Regions from separate parts of the Mus musculus genome. Here region 2 is linked to region 1. A link is a contact called in public HiChIP or PLAC-seq data. All regions are on one chromosome and are shown on one strand. The core of a region is the stretch at or near the end of the contact, and the rest is flanking DNA. Distances in the headings are between cores, read along the strand shown. Region 1 holds the start of Dyrk3 (dual-specificity tyrosine-(Y)-phosphorylation regulated kinase 3). Region 2 holds the start of Il10 (interleukin 10).

Evidence for each region. HiChIP or PLAC-seq counts read pairs in DNA pulled down with a chosen protein or histone mark.
Region 2: an H3K27ac HiChIP or PLAC-seq map of bone marrow-derived dendritic cells shows a contact between it and region 1, with 2.5 times the contacts expected there. The contact joins the promoter of Il10 here to the promoter of Dyrk3 in region 1. A contact is called at or near these places in 1 of 39 promoter capture datasets (macrophages), 5 of 115 datasets of contacts at active chromatin or transcription factors (CD8 T cells, the SCID.adh cell line, bone marrow-derived dendritic cells and 2 more) and 2 of 9 other capture datasets (adipose tissue and liver).

Annotation. Positions count from the first base shown.
Region 1 is chr1:131,135,352-131,141,995 of GRCm38.p6, forward strand. Dyrk3 (dual-specificity tyrosine-(Y)-phosphorylation regulated kinase 3) reads right to left here and starts at 2,883. Exons shown (of 3, transcript NM_145508.2): 1 at 2,729-2,883; 2 at 909-1,020. The coding sequence starts at 2,805.
Region 2 is chr1:131,016,844-131,023,487 of GRCm38.p6, forward strand. Il10 (interleukin 10) reads left to right here and starts at 3,002. Exons shown (of 5, transcript NM_010548.2): 1 at 3,002-3,233; 2 at 4,121-4,180; 3 at 4,486-4,638; 4 at 5,646-5,711. The coding sequence starts at 3,069.

The sequences.
Region 1 (6,644 bases), core at 1,633-4,132:
GGAACTTGTCCAAACCCTGCTCTGCTCCTCTGCCTGTGCCTGTGGACTGTGAGTTCATCTCATTCTTACCTTAAACAAAAGGGCACCGAAAGCTAAGGGTCTGGGGCTCATAAAGGATCAGAATGTACCAAAGCCCAAGCTGGACGAGTGGCCCCCGGTGGTGCACGCCTTTGACCCCTACAGAGCGGGTTCCAGGACAGCCAGGGCAACACAGAGAAACCCAGGCTTACTGTTTCAACTTAATTTATGAAGTTTTGTTCTTTTGTTTTTTGGGTTTTTTTTTTTTTTTAAACTGTCTTTCATATACTGATCTGCCAGGACTAAACGGGAAAAACTGAGCTGATTGTGAATTCTGACACTATTTTCCTTGTTACTTCTGTTAAAAGAAGCCTTTGTCATGCTCTATGTATGTCACCTACCATAAAAAAGAAACACCGCTTAAACAAGAGTTCCTTCCGCGACCCCAAGTGCCATGCCTACCCCAGCAGAAGGAATAAGGAAAGGGTGGACTTCAAATCCAAACTGTTCCAAAAAAAGCCGACCTCAAACCACAGAAACTGTTTTCCCCAAGTCAGGAGAAATCAAAAGCAAACCAAGCATGGTAATATGAGTATGGTAATATACCCATTTAATCCCAGTACTCTGGAGACAGAGGCAGGTACACCTCTGACTTTGAATCCAGCCTGGTCTACACAGAGTTCCAGGTCAGCCAGGACTACACACACTAAGCAACTCTGTGTCAAAACAATAATCTTTCAAAAAGCAAAAGAACCACACACACTCCCCAACCAAAAACCTCAAAACAAAAGCAGCCAACCCACAAATAACAAATGGAACTCCCGCGTTGCCAAGAGCATTAAGGAGCACTTCCTCTTCCCCCAAGCAACTTTCTTTCCTTTCCTACTTACATTTAGCCTTCTGGAGACAGGTGCTTCAGAGGGGTTGCTGAATGTGTCCGAATAGGGTGGGCCCTTGGTTTCATCTATCATCATGAAAGTATCATAGACACCATCCCCCAACCTAGGAGAAACGGTTACAGATAAAACCGGTCAGTAACTAAACAAAATGAGCTTGCATTTTCAAAACACCCCAGGATTTAAGCGCTTCTTACCCTTTCTGACACTGCACAAAAACAAGCCGGGCAGTCGGCAGTGGGAGAGAAGGACTCTAACCTTTCTCTTCCCTGTAATTTTTTTTTTGTTTTTTTGAGACAGGGTTTCTTACATAGTCCTGGCTGTTCTGGAACTTGCTGTGTAGAGCAGACTGGCCTCGAACGCAAACTGATCCACCTGCCTCCACCTCTGCACCAACACATCTGTTTCCTTTTTCTTTGTAAAGAATGGAAAAAAAAAATCTCTGGATTCAATTTTACATTAGTTACAACAGACTGGTGTGGTGACACACTCCTTTAATCCCTCTCTCAGGAGGCAGAGGCAGGTGGATCTCTGCTGAGTTTGAGGCCAGCTTGGTCTACAGAGTGACTTCCAGGACAGCCAAAGCTACATAATAAAGAGACCCTGTCTCTAACTAACAAATAATAAGTAATCGAATGCTGTTCAAAAAATGAGGGACTACCAATTAACTTGAACTGAATAAGAAACCTAAAAGCAGAAAGAAATAAACATAACATAGAGGTTTGTTTTAGAATGCAAGTCTAACACCTCTATTCTAGTTTCAGCCCCTGGCTGTGCTACCTTCCCCCTCTGAACAGCCTCACAGGTAAATGGGAAGAAAAGGACGTCTACACTCTCAGACTACAAGAAGAGAAGACTAGCAGAACAGCTGTCTTCTCTTCATTATTTTATGCACCCATTTACAGCTAAGCTAACTAGTGAAAAAAGGCAGCCAACAGGAACCCACCCGATGCTTTGCTTTAAGTTACACGATGTACCAAATCTCTCTTCTGTTCCCACTTCATTTCCTGGCATATGGAGATATTTAAAATGCTAAAGGACTACAGAATGGTTCTGTCTTTACACTGTGGGTCCTCCACAGTGAAGGCACACAAACAATGGGCAGGATTTACTAAAGCCACAAGATGGCCTTGAATAATGCATTTTATCTGCTCCCAAGACTACGGATTTGCGGGTCACTCTGGTCACCGGTTCATGTTACCATCTCAGATTATATACTACTAACACAACCATGACTAGGTAACATTTTTCATTGTCTTTAAAAAAAATATCTTTTCAGTCACTTTTGAGATCTGTCTTATTAAAAAAAAATACTTATAGAGTTTAACACAAGTGTTAAAGGAATAAAGGAGGGCTTTAAAAACATCCCACAAGAAATTAAAATATCTTCTAAAAAATATATTGAGGTTCAGACAATGTTTTGATAACAGGCAATTTTCTAGACAGGTCCGGCCTCTGCCATACTGCACGATGAAACACACCAGCACCGCATCTGCAGAGTAACAGCCAGACGCGAACGAGCGGATTGGGTTCCTTTAGCCAGGGCCCGATGCGGAGGGGGAAAGGGACCCCCCCCCAAAAGCGGCACATGGGGAACAAGGTCCCGGGTCTCTGCTGCTCCACCCCAGGGCCAGGGCGGGCTGGGCAGACTCTCGGAGCAACAGGGCGCAGGTCTTGCGCGCAGGTCCCAGACCCAGCTCTCCGGAGGCCGCGCCGTCCCGCCCGCCCTCCCCCGCCCTTCCCGCTCACCGCGCTGATGGACAGGCAGCCCAGACCCGCAAGGAGTCCTCCCGCTCCTACCCGGGCGCCGTTACCTCCGCTGCTGCGGCGGGAGCCCGGCCCCCGGCAGCGCCGCGTCCTTCCTCCCGCGATCGCGGGCTGCGCCTCCCATCGCGAGCTCGCCCCGCGGACACAGAGGCGGCGGTTGGCCCGGTGGGTCGCCTCCAGCACCGCACCTGCTGGCTTCGCTACAAGACGAGGCTGGGCACTGGGCTCGCGCGGTCCGCAGGGAGACCACGCGGGAGCGGCCGCGTCGCTTAGCAACCGCGCACGCCCTGCCGCGCCTGCGCAACGCCGCCTTGGAGGGAGCGGGGAGGAGGCGGAGCGAGGGGCGTGCTGTTCCTGGGTGGTGTGCTCGCAGTTCTTTTTGCAAAAGAGGAAACTGGCTTGGAACCTACGCTTCTTCGTATTCACCTAGCCGTGAAACCAAACATGGGAGTATCAGCAGCACAGCCTGCCTGCTCAGCAGACCGCTTGGAGAGCTCTGCGCATCTTTAATATGTGAAAGCGTACCTCACTCTTTCTGAGAAGTACCGTCCATGTTAAGTCTATTTCGACAGTTAAAATGGAAGTGAAAAGAAAGGCTGTTAAGCCACAGAAGTGGCGGTTGTGTTGAGCTTGGTGCCCATCAGATTTCCTAAGGCTGCAAAACTCCTCTGCAAGAGCGGATTTGATTCCCAACACGGTCGTGGCAGTTCACAACCATCCATAACTCTAGTCCCGGGGTGTTTAATGCCCTCTTCTGACATCTGAGAGTAGCAGGCACGTATGTGGTGCACAGGCATAAACTCATACACATAGGATGAGCCCATTGGATCTATGAGAACAAAACAAAACAAAAACCAAAGGTTCTTCCACGCATCGGTGGCGCACGCCACCTGGTGCACACTGGAAATTATTTCATAGAGCATAATTCCACGAATCTTCAAATGTCCAACCGAGGCTCCTTTTGGGGTTCGTAAAAGTCACAGTCCCTGTTCTCAGAAGATCCACACTCTATTTGCAGCTAAGAATCTGTCCATTTGGGACACTTTATTTTCATCTGTTCAGTGTTGACTTAGCCTGTGATATAAGTAAAAATGTTTTCTTCAATGATGATCTTTTAGAAGTTTTCTGTCTCTCTTTCATCCACAACCAGTGCAATCTTACTTTCCTAGGGTTTTTGTTTTTAAATTGGGCTCTTTGACTCTTGTTTGTAGACAGAGTTCCATGGCAACAAAGGCACCTCCCCCGCTCCAAGATTACAAAATTCTACTAACTGATCCTGCTCTCAGGACTTCTAAGAGGTGAACACCCCAGACTACTACCGGAAGGGTTGGTTGGGACTTGCCTGGACATGTTTAATTACCTCATTTCGAATCACTGCAAGTCTTCCCTTCTGTCTTTAAGGCGCATCTTCTAGAGCCAAGCTAAAGCCTTCCTGTTCTACTTGCCTCCAGCGGGTTAGGGGAGTAGATACAGAGGCTGCCTTTGTCTTTAGTAGGTTATTTCCCTAGTAAGGGAGGGAGAACTCCTTGAGGGTGCTGGACCTCCTGAGTATCTGACCTTGGTGACCTAAGTACTTTTCAGTATTTCTTCAAAGAACCCCTGTTTTGTAACAACGACCACACCCTCATTAAGCAATTGCCCTGTACCCTCCGGCTCTTGAAAAGACTCATTTAAGTGTACTTCAACAGATATTGAAATACAAAGAAAATACGATTTCTCTGTATAAAGTGTTCCATATGCTTACATATGTGCAACCTATGGAAATCTATGCAAAATATATTTGATAAATGTTACATTAAAGTAAGTAAAAAAAGGTGGGGGAACATGCTGGTGGAAGGACAAAGTTTTGAGGAAGTGAGGAGTAGGAGGGAGGGACTTTGGTTGGATGTGATCGGATATATTGGATAGGGGCTGGAGAGATGGCTCAGTGGTCATGAGCACTAGCAGCTCTGGAAGAGGATCGGACATCTGAGAGTACCAGGCACACATGTGCTGCACCGACATATGCTCAAAAGAATAAGATAAATCAAAAATTTTTTCCAAAGATATAGTGTATGAAGTCACTGAATAATAAATTAACGGATTTTAAATAAATGAAGAGTGGTTGGAAATCAGCATTATCTTTCTGAAAATATAAAATAAGAATCCTACCACATACTAGCCAAGTCACCTGAGATGTCTGCCTGTCTTTAGAAGCCAGTTCTAGTGAACAGGAAAACTAAAGAGCTTGCAATATGTGTTTTAAATGCAATTATCCCAAAATCATAAGGAAAAGACACAGGGACCTGGAGTATTGCTCAGTAGACCAATGTCTGTGTAGCATGCAAGAGGCTCCGGTTTAGATCTCCAGTACAGAAAGCAAAGGAACCAAGTGGGCATTCAGAACTTGACCACAGCACCTTCAGGAGGGACACAAACATTCCCCTGTAATAACTCAGCTGTAATTTTTTGATAAAGCAGCTAGTGGGGGGTTGGCTTCCGTTTGAAATCAGTGTGTTGCTATGAATTTCTCTGTAGTGGAATATACCATGATACATGCATATACAATGATACATGCATCACAGAACTGAAATGCACGTTTAAAAGAAGTCATTCATTTAGAACCTGAGAGACTCACTGGTGAGTGAGTGAGTCTTGATATTTCCAGCTTTGTCAGCCTGGTCTTGTGTCTCCTAAGCCCTTAAGGTTGTCTTTACCAGTCCCAAACCCCTGTCCCAAAAGTTTATGTGTGTGTGTGTGTGTGTGTGTGTGTGTGTGTGTGTGTGTGTGATATCTACAGCCCTAAAGGTTGTAAAATGTGTGTGGTGTGTGTGTTTTTGTGTGTGTGGTATGTATGTTTATGTGTGTGTGGTGTGTTTGTGTGTGGTATGTATATGTGTGTGGTATGTGTTTTTGTGTGTGTGGTGTGTTTATGTGTGTGGTGTGTTTGTGTGTGGTATGTATGTTTGTGTGTGTAATGTGTGTGTGGTATGTGTGTCTGTATATGTCTCTGTGTGTGGTGTGTGTGTGGTATGTGTGAGTGTGTGGTGTGTGGTATGTGTGAGTGTGTGTGGTGTGTGGTATGTGTGAGTGTGTGTGGTGTGTAGTATGTGGTGTGTGATGTGTATGTTTGTGTGTGTATGGTATGTGTGTTTATGCGTGTGGTGTGTTTGTAGTGTATATGTTTGTGTGTGTGGTGTGTGTGATATGTGTGGTATGTGTTTGTGTGTGGTGTGTGTGATATGTGTGGTATGTGTGTGTGTCTGTATGTGTGTGTCTGTGTGTGTGTCTGTGTCTATGAATGTGGGCATATCTGAGCATCAGTGTGAACACCAGAAGATAACTATTGGAATTCAGTTCTTTCTTTCCACCTTTCCACCTTGGGTTCTGAGCATTGAACTCAGATTGTAAGGCTTGCTTGTGTGGAAAGTGCTTTTAGCAGCTGAGCCATCTTTCTACCCCTGAGTACAGTTCTTGACTTGAAAAGCCCGACATCTAGAATGAGAACAGGCATAGTATAACTCCTGAAGACTCTCCCTACGAGGAGGAACTGGATGCACACACTTACTCCTGATCACAGTTTACATGAACCCCAGCAGGGCCAGCTCCCTGATGACTGCTGAAGGTTGTGAATGATTATTTTTGGCTGTTCTCTGGGTTCTGAGGTTTCTGTCCTCTGAATCACACTTCCTTTTCAAATGAAAGATAGTTTTTGTTAGCAGGTGAATATTTCATTTTTTTTAAATGTTTCCTTTTTTTATAGAGGTTTGGGGAATCTAAAGTTTTGTTTGATTTCAAATTTTCTACTGTCTTTGTACTTTTGGTGCAAATTGATCATATTTTAATAATACAATTCAAAGTTGTAGTTCTGTGAGTCTTATTTGCTTTTATAGTAAACAAAGCCATGCATGCAAATCTCTTCAAAGTCTTTCTCTACTTTGTGCTTCTGAGGCTGCTGAGGGCAACATCTGAGGGCATTGCCCT
Region 2 (6,644 bases), core at 1,752-4,251, 120 kb before region 1:
CCCACTCCCCTACCCACCCACTCCCCCTTTTTGGCCCTGGCGTTCCCCTGTACTGGGGCATATAAAGTTTGCATGTCCAATGGGCCTCTCTTTCCAGTGATGGCCGACTAGGCCATCTTTTGATACATATGCAGCTAGAGTCAAATACTGCTTTTTAAAGCCATGCTTAATAAAACTTCCTTTCATTGGCAGCTGACTAGAAATAGGAAATATTTTGAAACGTGAGTAATAGAGGAGACATTGCCCTCCAGATCCCCCTCCCCCTGCCCACGACCTCCATCTGATACATACCTCCCTGATCCTAGGGAAAATGTATTTAAACACGACTTCTGGACTGACTCAGGCCATTTGTCCCCAAGGAATGCACAGACTGATGTGTAACAGTCATGTCCTCTTGAATCCGCAGCTCCGACAGCACCCAGGCTGTTGCCCATCTTTTCCCCAGACATACGCTCTCACTTCCCTGTCATGGGCACTTCCCTTGTCCTGAAACCCAGCTCAAATCTCCTGCCATGAGACTCTTGACATTTATGTCAAGATATAGCTGTGGCTTTGGGGCTTTTCCCAGTGTGCGCCAAACACTTCTCACAGACTTGAGCTCTCTGCATGGTCCTTACTTGGCTAAATATGGACTTGTATCAAGGACCTCACATAAGGTTCTTGAGGGCCATTTAGAGTCTGAAATGTTGAGGAGAGAGTGAGCAACAACTTGAAGCCAATGGGGGAAAGAAAAGGGCAACTAGCTGACAAATGGCTGAGGATAACTGGCTATGCGTTTCAGAACAAATAAAAAATTCAGATCATAATCATAAACCCACTTAGTTGAATATATATTAACAAGAAATATAAATAGTTTTCACATATCTCTCTTCTTTCTGTCATTGTGGGAGTGTGGAGTATATACATTTATAACATTAATACAGTAATACATGACATAGTATATTCATGAAACTAATTATATTTATATTAGTATATGCTCAGACACTATTAAAATATTAATATAAATATGATGTATCATTATATTGATATAAATTATGTGCTATAATTAAGTACATGCTAATATATTAATGTTTTATGTTAACATATTATGAAATAGTTTTATGTACATGTGTAAAAGGATATTCTAGACAAAAAAAAATAATTACGGGAAGATATAAGAGGTGCTGCTTCTCCTGCTGAGTTCTGTGCTCACCCCTCTGCTTCTCCTGGTGTTTCATCTCCTACCTCTGGATCAAGCTCATAGAACTGTCCAGTGCCAGTCCCAAGGACAGCTGGTACCTTCTATAGGCCAGATTCAGTTCTGGGGGGGGGGGGGTCAGACACACAAAGCTAAACACAATATGTTCAGGGACCTTGTAGCTGCTCAGAAATAAAAAAAAAAACATGCAGGAAGGCAGCAAAGGGGATTGTGGCTATCACCGTGCAGTAAGTACAGGTCACAGTCAGGAGAGAGGGCAGTGAGGGTCCATGCTAGCTGGGTCTTGAGCCTCTTCTGGGGTTCAGATCTCTGATCTACAGCAGTGTGTCCACACCTAAAACATCAGCTCAGAGAGGCAGTTGCTTCTGCTGTTGGAAACGGACATCCCAAAAAAAAACAAAAAACAGAAATCAAAAGGGAAGGAGAAAGTGAAAGGGATGGAGGCAGCTTGTCCCCTTCCCTGTGCTTGCTGCTGGTAGAAAACTCAGCCTGGAACTGACCGGAGCAGCAGTTCTTGAGTCAATTCCATTCCAACTTCTAGAAGATTCTTTTCCCGTCGAAGAGTGTCAGGAGGAGAGGCCAGACCCCCTTGATCCTGATCTGCCAGCCACTGCATCAGATAAGACGAGATAACCCCGAGTTCCTGTTCTACCAGCCCTGGTGTGGTAACCCTCTCCAATGGGGCAGGCTTGGAACCCTGTGCCAACGAAGATCCTCCCCCGTACTGATGCAGGAAGGACAGCCCGGGAGTGTACCCTCTACATGGGTCTACTTTTATTTAAGCAAACATTCCCTGGTCAACAGGACGTGTAGCATTGCCCCCCCCCCTTGGGTCACACAGAAAACAGGTACCAGGAGGACAAGTAGTTGCTTGCCCAGGGTACAGAATGAAAGGCAATAGGGGACTCTAGGCGAATGTTCTTCCCACCCAAACTGAGGTAGTAGGAGAAGTCCCTACTGAAGGGAAGGTCCAGACATAATCAAAGGACTACCAGAGATCTCCCAGGTATCTGTAGAAGTACTAACATCTCCATCCTTCAACAGCTACAGGTTACACGTCTCCAAGGCTGGGACATTGTAAAACAGGGCCATGGTAAGGTCTACCCGACAGCACAGAGCAAGCCTCCCAGAAGTCTGAGTTCCTTCTCCTAACTTCTCATGCTGGGATCTGAGCTTCTTCGTGAAACACGGGGCAGAGGAGGCACCAGAACTCTCCTCTGACCAACTGCCCCACAGCACACATATCCTCAAAGGATAGTCTTGAATACGTGATGGAAGAATTAAAGAGAGTGAGGTCTGAAGAAAATCAGCCCTCTCGGGGTTTCCTTTGGGTAACTGAGTGCTAAGGTGACTTCCGAGTCAGCAAGAAATATCGGACGTTCAACCCAGGTTGAGTGGAGGAAACAATTATTTCTCAATCCTAATATGTTCTGGAATAGCCCATTTATCCACGTCATTATGACCTGGGAGTGCGTGAATGGAATCCACAGATGAGGGCCTCTGTACATAGAACAGCTGTCTGCCTCAGGAAATACAACTTTTAGTATTGAGAAGCTAAAAAGAAAAAAAAATTAAAAGAGAGGTAGCCCATACTAAAAATAGCTGTAATGCAGAAGTTCATTCCGACCAGTTCTTTAGCGCTTACAATGCAAAAAAAAGGGAAAGGAAAAAAAAAAAGAAAGAAATTAAACTCAAAAATTGCATGGTTTAGAAGAGGGAGGAGGAGCCTGAATAACAAAAACCTTTGCCAGGAAGGCCCCACTGAGCCTTCAGTATAAAAGGGGGACCAAGAACAGGAGGTCTACATTTAGAGACTTGCTCTTGCACTACCAAAGCCACAAGGCAGCCTTGCAGAAAAGAGAGCTCCATCATGCCTGGCTCAGCACTGCTATGCTGCCTGCTCTTACTGACTGGCATGAGGATCAGCAGGGGCCAGTACAGCCGGGAAGACAATAACTGCACCCACTTCCCAGTCGGCCAGAGCCACATGCTCCTAGAGCTGCGGACTGCCTTCAGCCAGGTGAAGACTTTCTTTGTAAGTATGAGCTCGCCTAGCCTTTCTTCCTGCCATCACCTGAAATATGCATTCTGATGGAACTGCAAAAATAGCTCTCCTTCTCCTCCTCCTTCTCCTCCTTCTCTTTCTCCTCCTCTGCTTTCTCCTCCTTCTCTTCCTCCTCCTTCTCTTCTTCCTCCTCTCCCTCTTCCTCCTCCAGCTCTTACCTCATGCTGCTCCTCCCCTATTTCCAGCACCTATTACCCTTAAACTTAAATCTAGAGAGTCCTAGGGAAAGCCATGAGTTAAACTAAACCCAGGCACATCCGAAAAGCTAACTAGGAGGTGAATGCATTGTCTCTCCCATGCTCAAGAACTTTCTGTTAAGTTTCCAATAAGGCTCCATGTTTTGCTGGCTAGGACAAAAGTCTGTGGTCTCTGCGTAGTCTCTAGATCTGGGGGACAGAGGTTTGGGGGTTTGAAGCAGCACCAGCATAGAGAGCTTGCATTACAAAAGTATTCCCCTTTCAGAGCTCCTGGAACTGGTATGGAGGTCCAAAGAAGGCAGAGAGCTATGCAAAACAGGCTTTCTATAAGGGACTCCAGAAAGGAAGGGTTGACACAGGTGCTCTTGAAACCTGATCTGACTCATCTGAAAGAAGACCGGGCCTGGGTCTAACTTCTCCCAGTCAGTTAAATTCAGTCAGAAGTTTTTAAAAACAACTGGATCCCAAGAGGAAGGACTTTGATTTAACTCCGGGCTCTAGCACTGTCAAATCCTGTTCTTAAAACTCTCCTTTCCACAGTTGCCAGGGCATTTGAATTGATTACAAATTCAAAACTCTACAAATGGAAAAGTATTCAAATGACATGCACATTGGGTATTTTCCCCAGTCCTTGCATTCACGTTCTTTATGTTCTTCCAGCAAACAAAGGACCAGCTGGACAACATACTGCTAACCGACTCCTTAATGCAGGACTTTAAGGTAAGAGTCCGGTGGGTGCTGGGGAGCGACCAAGCGATTAGGGACGGGACGGGAGGTGCTGCTTGTGACAGCAGAGCTGGGTCTGATGCCTTGACTTTCAAAAAGAGAAGTGAGAAGACCTTGACTCAGCATATCGCCAGCAGTCAAGGGTTGTGAAGAGCTCATTCTGTGGTAAAGGGAGAAAATGTAACTAGAAGGGGCGGGGATGGGGGGGGGGTCCCTAGGAACAGGACAGTCCATCAAGGTTAGCAGCAACAGATCACCATTCCAGTAAGTCACACCCAACCTCTGATCCCTGCCTCTAGGGTTACTTGGGTTGCCAAGCCTTATCGGAAATGATCCAGTTTTACCTGGTAGAAGTGATGCCCCAGGCAGAGAAGCATGGCCCAGAAATCAAGGAGCATTTGAATTCCCTGGGTGAGAAGCTGAAGACCCTCAGGATGCGGCTGAGGCGCTGTGTGAGTAGCAGATGCGTTCTTCCCCACCCCCAATCCCCTTAGAGCCACCCAACAAATACTGTCTCCTACAGCCCAGTCAGGCCACATGCATCCAGAGACACACACAGACTAGACAGGAGACTAGGTAAATCTAGAGAGACGCCTGTCCGGTGTCGGGTCTCTTGCTCATCTGTCTCTGAGCGAGTGTGGGAGTGACTTTGAGGCACTCACACGTGAAGATTTGCGCATAGCCTTCCTGTTATTTGTGAGTCATTGTGGGTTATTAGCTACTCCCCTCTCTCTCCATGGGAAGGCTGGGGCTTCAGTCATGGCTCCCTCACCTCTGGGCTGCCAGCTGAGGCTCCCAAGCACAGGAAAACATTCATCTCTTTATCTCATCTTTTGGGAAGCAAATTCAGTGGCACAGAGCTGGGCTGACAGGACGCTGGTGTTTCAGAAGGGCCAGAAGACTGCTATCCCTAAGCCAGTATCTATGAATAATACAGTCGGGGCATCTATGTCTCTGAAGCGATGCCTTGGCTGCTCTTGTTTTTCTTACTTCTCTCACTGATACTGGGACATCAGCTGGAGTCTACTTGTGCAACGGTTCTGGCCTGACGATTTGGCCCCAGTAGCTGAGACTTTCGCTCCTCTCTCAGACACCTAGAAATAGTTCATGGTGGTTGAGATTGGAGATAGACAAGAAGAGACACTAAAAACAGAACAGGTGCCTTGGAGCTCTGAGAGACAAAACCCGAGACCTGAGTTCACACCCACACTTAGCAAGCCATCTTAGTGATTGCAAAGACATACATTGCATCTTTCTAGGCTGTCCTCTGCTGTCCCCCTCAGTCCCTACCGAAATAGATAAGGACCAATCACGGCTCAGTTCTCCCTGGGAGCTAAGAAGTGGGCATTGAAGATGAGCAAGGGTGTCTCCTTCCTCACACAACAAGATAGTTTCCCCCAAGTACCATGGATGCAGAATTCAAGCAAGAATTACCAATGCTCTCTTTTTTCTTCTTCAGCATCGATTTCTCCCCTGTGAAAATAAGAGCAAGGCAGTGGAGCAGGTGAAGAGTGATTTTAATAAGGTAAGTGGCAAAGGGGGCGAGTGTAACAAGACCTCTGTCTACTCACCAAAGCGCAGAAGGAGGGCGGGAGCTATTCTGCACCTGGAGTGTGGGAACCCAGCAAATGGTGTGACCTCCTCTGCCAGTTAGAAAGCCACCACCTCAGTTACATTTGTTTTCTGCAAAGCGTCTCTGGCAGTTTCTAAATGACTGCTCCACTTTTGCAGGCTTTTGGCTTAGACTGACCAGACAGCCTATGAGCACAGGGCACTAGGTGTTGAGGAGAGTGACATAGGAAACAGAAAGTACAGAAAGTACCTTGTTGGGAAACAGGCTGAACCCACAAGTACAGAAAGCAGACATGAATTAATTTACTCAGGTACATCATTGGGGCTCAGCCTGGATGCCCCTCCCCCAAATCAGAACGAGCAGAAAGCAGAATTCTTACTTGTCCCGGGGCACTTTCCACCTGGCAAACAAAATGAGGTTTCACACTTCCAACTGCCTGTGAACCTATTCAACCCTAGTTCCCAGAAGCCATGTGGCCTACATCATCATCTTTGTGGGCTAGGCAGAGACACCTGGCAGGGCTCTAACATTAGTGGGCATGAATTCCATGACAGCAGGTCAGAGCTGCAGGGTGAGGACTGCCTACACACTCAAAACATAAAAAAAAAAAAAAAAAAACACCAACCATTTCCCTGCTATCTCTATCACTGCCCTGCTTACAAACTGCTCCCTCTGGCATCTTTGCATAACATTCTGCATAAGCATTATATGAGCACTGGCCTCTTAAAAAAAATTAGTTGAAAAGGTGCCACCCTGAAGACAGTGCTTTGGGGACTGAATGCTTCCCTTGCTGACTCCTGGCAGTGCTTAAAGCTGGGAGAAGGTTGGTCCCACCACATCCTGACTACTACAGTATAGTTGTCTCTCTTCTTTCATTTCCCTGTC